Regions from separate parts of the Ovis aries genome. Here region 1 is linked to region 2. The links are chromatin contacts, called in public Hi-C maps. All regions are on one chromosome and are shown on one strand. Each heading gives the region's core, a stretch centred on a gene start, on an enhancer-like site or on the middle of the called end of the contact. The rest is flanking DNA. Distances are from core to core; before and after follow the strand shown.

Region 1 (4,832 bases), core at 1,978-4,477, 75 kb before region 2:
AAGTTACAGAATAGCCGAGATATACTGTAACTTGTCAAGAAGAGTAATTAACATCACTCTAAGGTTCTGTCCTCTTTGAGGGAAGCAGGGAGTTGTTTGGGGTTATATGAAAGTTACTTTATATGGACAGAGGCATGATTTTGCTATCATTTTTATTTGAAAATTAAATATGATTAAAAGAGTGTGTATGGATGTGAAGTTGGTGTGTATTTGGAGTGGAGTGGTTTTGTACTCAGGAATTAGCTAAGCTGGAACTGGATTTCCCAGAATTCTCTTCCGTTTATAGTTTTGGTTATAGTTGGCCACAGTAGAAATTTGCGAGAGAATTACAAAATAGAAGTGAAGCAGCAGCCATTACACTTGAAAGATCTGTGCAGGATCCCAGACACCACTGTGATTTGGCACAGTGACCTGCTAACTCTTCTCCCTGGCAGCAAAGCCTGCAGCTCCTCCGGCTTCTCTGCCTCCTGGACCACAGGTGTGGCCAATCAATCTCTCTCTCTCCCTTCCCTATTGGTTCTGCTTTTCTGAAGAATACACTCTCCAATAGTCAAGAACACTGAAAACAGCTGAAGTTCTGGTCTCCAAAAAGCACATGGTGTGGTGGCAATACATGGCTCTGAAATCGTACAGAACGGAGTTAAGTGGGACAAATGATTTATGGTCTCAAACCTGATTCCCCATCTATAGAATTGAGATCAAGTTTTTACTTACGTGGCTGTTGCATAGGGTTAAGTTAAAACATTGTATGTAGACTATCCATCATGGTTCGCAGTGGGTGCATAGTAAATGTCAGCTCCCCTCTCTGAAGGGAGATCTGAGTCTTCTCAAATAACTTAATCAAACTTGAGTCTCTTAAATGTTACTAAATATGAGTTATTTTGGCATATACTGTCTGATATCATGCCAATACTGCCTTCTGGGTGTTTAGATGAACACAGAATTCAGATGTTATTGGAGGTAAGTTCTGCCATTTATCCATGGAAGATCTTAGGCAAGTTATATTTCCCTCAGCCTCATTTCAATTTAGAAACTATTGCCTCATGGGGTTTTCATCAGAAGTAAGCAAGAGAGTACTCAGCTTAATCACAGGCATATGGAGGGTGCTCAATACATGCATGAGATGTGGGAGTAATTAGGGTTTCAAAGATGACTTGGGTTAGTCGTTGTGAAACAAGCTGGGACCTGGGACCCTTTGCTGCAGTGCTTACACCTGAACAGAGGGCTCCTCCAGCGATAAATACAAAGAAACAATAAGGAGCTAGAAATAATACACCCATGCATGCACAGCTGGGGCAAATTATGAACAATAAGCTACAAAAAGACCAAAAACCGGACTGCCACTTCTGAGATGTGGGGAGCAAAAGCAGGGTACTGTGCATTATTTCTGCACACAACATCATCAAAGGGGTGGGTAGACTACTAGGCCACCTCTCCAGCGTGACCTCAGGACCCCTACCCTCACTCCATTTAAGGGACAGGCTCATGCCCCTCCCCACTCTCACCCAGGGAGCTAGCAAGGGGATCTGTTGCTAGTTTTCATTCCCTCCTGCAGTAGCATGAGGCCCAATACTTTAACTTTCCATCTGGCTCCTATCCATGAGTCCAAGGACATCGGTTGGTAAAAGTTGCGCTAAAGGGAAGCTTCCACTTAGTGAAAACAACAACAACAACAAAAATCCATGAAACCACAGTGGAAGTGATGTCTTTTTAATAGTAGAAAAGCGGACAAGTTGAAAAATACCCGCAAAGACATAGAAAGTTTTAAGTGATACACAAGAAACAGATGCCGTGGAAAGATGATAAAAGGTTTTGCAGACTTCTGTTGATTTATGGAATCATGAGCGTATGATATCTGATCTCATCTGAACGGGCTATGCAGTACGTTCAAAGACCTGCCACCTTGCCAGTGGCTGGTCATAGCACGTAAGTGGAAGGATGGGTCCCCTGAGAGCAGAGCCCAAGCAATTTTGCCAACCGGGGAAAGCTGGTTTAGGCTGATGTCCCAGAGGTGGAATGCACTTGAAACAAAGTGTTGCAGCTGAAAAGCGTTCATGGTTTGGGGAGAAACGTGACAAAATAAACCTGCAGTCTACAACTCCGGTCAATAGTTTTTTTCCTCCTGCCTTCTAAAAATCGAAGCCAAGAAACAAAAACACGTTTGGTAAAAGGGCGTGCAGTCTCTTTTCCCGCTCTGTCTTCTCATTTTCATTCTTCTCATTTTTTCCAGTGCATACTCTCACTTCTTCTTTCTCAGTCTCGGGTATTTTCCCTCCAACCCATCGCCCCCCTCCTCACGCCCGCTTTACTGGGCTCTGCTCTCCGCCCCTCCACCCGGGACGGCCCCGGGGCCCGCACCTGCCAGCAGAGCGCTCGACCCCGACCCTCCCGGGTGCTGGCAGTGACGTAGAGGGGAGTTCGGTGCCGCGCGGCCCGCCGACGTCACTGCCGCAGCGGTCCCCAGTGAGCCCCAAGGATGGGAATTCAAGGAGGGAAACACGGCGATGACCCCGCGGTCAGGGTTGAGCGCTGCGACTGGGCAGCGTGCTTGGGCTTTCCGAAGCGAAAAGGCCGGAATCGCGCCTCTCGCGTAGGCGGAGCCCACCCCACACCTTCAGCGCGCCCCAACGCCAGAGTTTAGCGATAGGGGGTAATATCCCCACACAGAGGAGCCTCGTGCGCACGCGCCTTGGCCGGGGTGGCGGAGTGCTGTAGCACGAGGATGGGTCGGGGAGGAGGGCAGCGGGAGGGGGATGGTGAGTGAGCCCCGAGGTGCGGCCCCGAGGGAGGGCGGCTCAACCCCACCACCGCTAGCCCGGCTCCCCAGGCGCTGCGGCGGCGCGGGGCCTGCGGCGCGGCGTCGTGACGTCACGGTGGCGGCGGCCGTGGTTGGCGCAGGGTCCGCGGCTGCAAAGTGTGAATTACGCCGGGCTCGCGCCGGCGGCGGAGTGAAGTCAGGCTCCGGGGGAGGGGTGGGGAGGGGGCAGGACCGCGGCCGGAGCTGGTGCCTGCATCCGAGCCCCGCGCGCGCTGGGTCTCGCTGCTGGCTCCAGCTGTGTGTTCTTGCACCGCTTTGCTCTGTTTTTGCTCCGCTCCTGCTCCGCTGCCCTCCCACCCCCCGCCCCGGACCCTCTCCTCTGGGCCGAACAGCCTGGGGACGCCGGGGTTTCCCCTCCGATTTGGCGGGTGCTGCCGTCGCTTGCACCCCGGGAGCCGGGCGCGCGCTGGTCTTCGTTAACTGTCGCCGCGGCCGCAGCAGCGCCTTCCCGCCGGCGGCCCCGGCGGAGTGTTGGGGTGGGGGAGGCGTGAGCGCGGCTTCCCGGCCCGGGGTCGGCGCCCGCCCGCCCTGCCCCCGCCTCGGCCCGGCGCCCCCGAGCCGCGGCCCCTTCCAAGCGCAGGGGCCGGCGGCCGCGGCAGGGCGGGCGCCGCGCGGGGGCAGGGCGGGCGTATTCAATGGAAGTATGTTACCAGCTGCCGGTGCTGCCTCTGGACAGGCCGGTCCCCCAGCACGTCCTCAGCCGCCGAGGAGCCATCAGCTTCAGCTCCAGCTCCGCGCTCTTCGGCTGCCCCAATCCCCGGCAGCTCTCCCAGGTAAACGCCGCCGCCGGGGGCCCCACACTTGGGGGCTGCTCTTTTGTTTACCTCCTTCCACCTGGCTTCACCTCCGCGACCCCTACTCCCCAGTCCTCGCCGTTCACCCCCCCGACCAGCACTTCCCGTTGTTTGGGGATGTCTAGGCTGACCCCCCTCGATTCGAGAGGCTTTTCTCTGATCCTCGGGACTCAAACCTCACCCCACCCCCCACCCCGGCCTGCTCGAGGCTGAACCCAGGTGGGCTCTGGGAACCCCTTCGTACCCTCCCCAGGCGCGACCCCCTCTGTGTTCAGCGGCTTAAGGGTCTGGAATGACTTAAGTCGTCTTCCTTTTCTCGACGTCTCAGTCTGGAAGTTGGGCCTCTTTTTTCCTTACTTGTGGTCCTGGCACACCTGGCCACCCCTCACCCCTACACACCTGTGCTGGGTTTGCGCCTCCCGCGCGCCCCGCGGTGCTGGGATAGTCCTTCAGTTCTCCGAACAATAGGCCGATTCTCGGTTGCTCGTCTCCTTACTTATTCAAGTCTGTTGATGGACCCTAAGTGAGGTCAGAGAAACAAGTATTCAGAGTGCCTCCTCAAAGCTTCGGTTTCCGGAAAGTTGATAGCCAGGAATCAGTTTTATTTTTAATTTGATAAGATTTTTAAGAGAAAAACTACTGATGGAGCACTCACAGGAAGACTTTGTTTTGAATGGTCCAATACCAGTTGCTCCTGAGAATTTCGTTTTTTTTTTCCTCCCTAGTGATGCTGTTGGCCCAGCCTCTTATTTCTGGCTGATTTTGGTCGCCAGTTTTAAAATAGGGAGGACAAAAGAATTTTGTTTACATTTGAACTGATTGCCCTCCATTTCTGCTCCCAGAACGTTACGTGTTCATGATCACATTTTAAGTCACATATGTTTATTTTTCCTGTTGACTAGTATTAGCTTCTTTTATGGGAGCATATCTCTCCCCCACCCCCCGATATATTGTAAATAACTTGAGCCCGGTCTGTATTTCTTTTTGTTTTTTACTGGTACAGTGGGTAGCACCCGATAGAGATTTCTTAGAGTAGATGTGTCCAGTAAATATTTGTCATTTGCTTCTTTGCCTAAATAGTTTGGAGAGAGAGAGCAGAAGCGTATATTTGGGTTTCTTTGAATTGTTTTTATTTAAAATCAGACTTCTTTCACAGGACAAAGTGGTATGCTAATGAGGTCAGAGTCAACTTGTAGATTACTGTAAGTGACATTTAAAAA
Region 2 (4,740 bases), core at 354-2,853:
AAAATCAGGCTGAGGAGAGAGAAACTGATTGATTAGAAAGAGCAAGAGAGTGGCAAAGTTGTTAGGCTGGTGGCTGAGTGGTGTGAACTGAAAAGGGCCCCCAAGTTGGGTCTCCCTAATGCAGCTTCTTTGCTTCTGAGCATCACATCACCTCACCAGGCTTTCAAGGAGCCTCCCTCCTGTCAGCTTCCTTCTTTTGAGTAAGTTGGCTTTAGTGACCAGCTTTCTAGGCTGGATTAAGAGCCCCAAATATTCTTACAAATACTTTTCTGTGTCCAGTTGACCATACACCTGGTCTCTTGAATTATAATATTTTGGACTCCTAAATTAGTTGGACTTCAGTTCAGTCACTCAGTCGTGTCCAACTCTTTGTGACCCCATGCATCACAGCACGCCAGGCCTCCCTGTCCATCACCAGCTCCCGGAGTCTACTCAAACTCAGGTCCATTGAGTCGATGATGCCATCCAGCCATCTCATCCTCTGTCGTCCCCTTCTCCTCCTACCCCCAATCCCTCCCAGCATCGGGGTCTTTTCCAATGAGTCAACTCTTCGCATGAGGTGGCCAGAGTATTGGAGTTTCTTTCAGCTTTAGCATCAGTCCTTCCAGTGAACACCCAGGACTGATTTCCTTTAGGATGGACTGGTTGGACCTCCTTGCAGTCCAAAGGACTCTCAAGAGTTTTCTCTAACACCACAGTTCAGAAGCATCAATTCTTCGGCACTCAGCTTTCTTCACAGTCCAACTCTCACATCCATACATGACCACTGGAAAAACCATAGCCTTGACTAGACAGACCTTTGTTGGCAAAGTAATGTCTCTGCTTTTCAACATGCTATCTAGGTTGGTCATAACTTTCCTTCCAAAGAGTAAGGATCTTTTAATTTCATGGCTGCAGTCACCATCTGCAGTGATTTTGGAGCCCCCAAAAATAAAAAGTCTAACACTGTTTCCACTGTTTCCCCATCTATTTTCCATGAAGTGATGGGACCAGATGCCATGATCTTCGTTTTCTGAATGTTGAGCTTTAAGCCAACTTTCTCACTCTCCTCTTCCACTTTCATCAAGAGGCTTTTAGTTCCTCTTCACTTTCTGCCATAAGGGTGGTGTCATCTGCATATCTGAGGTTATTGATATTTCTCCTGGCAATGTTGATTCCAGCTTGTGCTTTTTCCAGCCCAGCGTTTCTCATGATGTACTCTGCGTATAAGTTAAATAAGCAGGGTGACAGTATACAGCCTTGACGTACTCCTTTTCCTATTTGGAACCAGTCTGTTGTTCCATGTCCAGTTCTAACTGTTGGACTTCATGGATTCCATATTGAATTTTTTCAAAATTCATGTTTGTTCTAAATTTAATGTCCCTACATTTAATAAATTATTCTTTTAGTTACACATTCTCTTTAGCTTCTGTAGTAACAAATTCTAATCTCTTTAAACATAAAAGAATTACTATAATTCTGCTCCACATGTACACTTAGAAAATCTAAGATCTTCCTTTGAAAGATTCTGACATGATTATTAAATAGTAACCGAGGCTATCAGCTTGACAGTTCCCTCTTTTCATGGAATTCACCAAAGCTCATTGACGTCATCCAGACTGGAAGCCCTGGTGTCTCTGCCAACATTGGGCAAGATGTAATATAAGCAGTATGTTTCTTTCACGTCCACAGGAATGCAGTTTTCCGTTTTCTTTTAACTCCTGACACATGGTAATGTTCCATTCTATGTAAAGGTGTTTTGCCTGTTATCTTGAGCCTTTATGTTCACTTTGCACTTTATTCCACCCCATACGAAGGGAACCTTTCAAGGTATCTACATCGTAGCCTCAAAGGCTTTTAGCCTTACTCATCTTTTTGTTTCTGGTTTTTGGCAGCCTATGCCTCATTTTGGTTTTTCAGTCGTGTCCAACTCTGTGACCTTACGGACTGCAACATACCAGGCTTCCCTTCGTTTTTCTCACAGAGTTTGCTCAAACTCATGTCCACTGAGTCAGTGATGCCATCCAGCCATCTCATCCTCTGTCATCCCCTTCTCCTTCTGCCCTCAATCTTTCCCAGAATCAGGGTCTTTCCCAATGAGTCGGTTCTTTGCATCAGGTGGCCAAAGTATTAGAGCTCCAGCTTCAGCGTCAGTCCTTCCAGTGAACATTGAGGGTTGATTTCCTTTAGGATTGACTGGTTTGATGTCCTTGCAGTCCAAGGGACTCTCAAGAGTCTTCAGCACCACAGTTTGAAAGCCTCAGTTCTTTGGTGCTCAGTCTTCTTTGTGCTTCATTATAAAGATTGAATATATTATTGTTGCATCAAGTTGACTAAACTGGATATCTTCTCCCAGTTAGACTTTATAAGGTCCCACTTGATTTCTGTAAGTATGATCTGTATTAGCCATAAACGTAATTCATGCGGGCCAGTGCCCTTACGTCGAATCAGATGTCCCATGTTGTCTTTATCGTGATGACCTACAGTGACAACAGACAAAACTCTCCTTAAATTTTGCCTTAGAGCCTCATGTGCACTTGGGTTGTTTTTTATCTTCCTAACAGGGCCCTGTTAGACTTGGGTGCTTTTTTGATACTTAGTGATATGAACAGAAAGAACATCTGTTTCTGTGTTTATTTTGAGCTTAAAAGCTTATGTCATACTGATTTTATTGTCTGGGATTATCTAAGTCTTAAGTATACAGTAACTCCCACGCAAACTCATACCCTTTTTACCGCTTCTTCCTTTAAGAATGGAAGTTGTCGCATGGCGTTTCCCTCAGCTATGACGAGGAAGCCTGGCTTTGCTGCAGTCCATGGAGTTCCAAAGAGTCAGACACGACTTAATGACTAAGCAAGGACTTTGTTGTTGCTATATTGTTTTTCTTACTCTTTCATACTGTACTGCCTGGTCGTTACTTTCCTATTTACAAGGAAATAGGAAATTTGAAATTACATTTAAAATTAGAAATATAGTTTCTCTTCTTTTAACCAGTATTTGTTCGACTTGCAAAGATGGCTCTTCCATCATTTGTAATTAAACTCAGTTCGGTAACTTAAATGACATTCCTGATGTCACAAAACTAGTAGAAGTGGCAGCCTTGGGATTCAAACCCAGGCGTATGACTCCAGAGCTCGTGTGTTTATTCGCCTTGCTGCACTGCCGCTCAGTAGCAGTACAGGCTACTCCTTAAAGACCATCGCTGTCAGCACCTCTGCTTTCCCCCTTTATCCATGCATGCTGCATGTAAAAATTCTTCCCAGAAAACTTGAATTTAGATGTAACTAAATGTATTTATTCAGTATTGAGCAGTAGGCTTCCTGATATGGCTCCTATTCTTTTTTAAGGAAAATTAAAGAGAGATTAGAACATAGAATGTCTTTTTTTTTTTTTTTACTCATTTATCATTCAGTATGACCTTGCTTTAGTCTAGAGTTAAAACCTTGCAGCACTGAATTAAAAAAAAAAAAAAAAGAAATTTTTTTTTAAACAATCTCCAAGGGGAACTCATGCTAACATGCATCTAAATAATTGTCGTGTTAAGGTAGCAGATAATAGTGACCGCAGGGCGCCCTCTTGTGGACGATTAAAGCAGGTAGTGATCAAGTCTCAAAATCCAAAAGCTTTTTCTGTGAAAAATCTCTTTCGTCTAATAACTAACTGCCGGTGATGGCTCTGCTGTGCCGTTTGTTTGACAGAGAAGAAGGTCTGGGAGTCCTGGGCATGATACTGCTCAAGGTATGTCGATTTCCAGCCTGTCTGTTTCGCTAACCTATTGCCTAGATTTCTTTTTTCAGTCCACTTTCTAGTCTGAAGGAGAAAAGCAAGAGAAAAACACGGCTTCTAAATTTACTGCTATCCCATGTTTTATTGCTGGCTCCGAGAAGCCAAGGGTGGGTGACTGGAAGTAACTCCCATGATCATTAAGTAACAAGGCTCATTTAGTTTGGGTGAAGGTTGATTAGTTTGTTTGTGGTCACACAGTGAGGTAATGTGATATTTTAAAAGAGAACCAGCAGCGCCAACAGTTCTTAATAGTAACTTGATTAAGTTACTGAGCCCTGTCGGCTTTCTAAGCTGGACTGGAATGTAGGTAACCATGTAAACTAGAACAAGCCTAGGACTTAAATAGTCCTAGCCTGGTGGAAGCTGGGCTTTAACAAAGACACCTTTAATCTGTTGTCTGTTATGCTGTGAAATAAATAATAGCATGTCTCATGTCACAAAATAAGTTCATGAGAATATTGGCAATAGGGTCAGATTTTATGTAATGTGGTATGTGTGGGGTGAGCTTTTTTAGTAATTGTCTGAATGGAAGTACTAGTTAAGTTCTCATGATCACCCTTCTTTAAAATATATATATATATATATACGTATAATATATATAATAATGTATATATAGTTTTTCTTCTGCATTTGTTTTTGCCCACGCCGCACATGTGGCATGCAGGATCTTAGTTCCCTGGCCAGGGATTGAACCCGTGACCCCTGCATTGGGAGCGTGCAGTCTTAGTCACTGGACCACCAGGGAAATCCCTGATCACTCTTTCTTGTCCGAAGTTCCCCATGTGTCCTCTATTTTTCCATTCCTAAATGATGCTGCTCATTCAACTTGGTATCTTCTCCATAGTGGCCTCTACTTGCCTGTTTCAATATAGAAACTTTATTCTTACTTATTATAGGGAATCAGTGTGTATCTGTGTGTGGAGGAAGGATAGGGTGGGTGAAGCAAACCTGAAGAAACTAAAATTTTCCACCTTA

Evidence for each region. A called contact is a pair of places that touch in the nucleus more often than the background predicts.
Region 1: a Hi-C map of skin fibroblasts shows a contact between it and region 2, with 2.6 times the contacts expected there. The contact joins the promoter of PDE7A here to the enhancer-like site in region 2. A contact is called at or near these places in 2 of 16 Hi-C or Micro-C datasets (skin fibroblasts and tail adipose tissue).

What each region holds. Positions count from the first base shown.
Region 1 is chr9:43,183,324-43,188,155 of ARS-UI_Ramb_v3.0, reverse strand. It overlaps PDE7A (phosphodiesterase 7A), which reads left to right and starts at 3,227. Exons shown (of 14, transcript XM_060393438.1): 1 at 3,227-3,329; 2 at 3,440-3,591. The coding sequence starts at 3,454.
Region 2 is chr9:43,107,249-43,111,988 of ARS-UI_Ramb_v3.0, reverse strand. The region is part of intron 4 of PDE7A (phosphodiesterase 7A); the gene reads left to right. Among named protein-coding and RNA genes, the nearest start is that of PDE7A, 75 kb to the left of the region's middle. Within about 2 kb of position 1,603, at least 1 of the 54 cell types and tissues checked has an H3K27ac peak or open chromatin away from gene starts, as enhancers often do.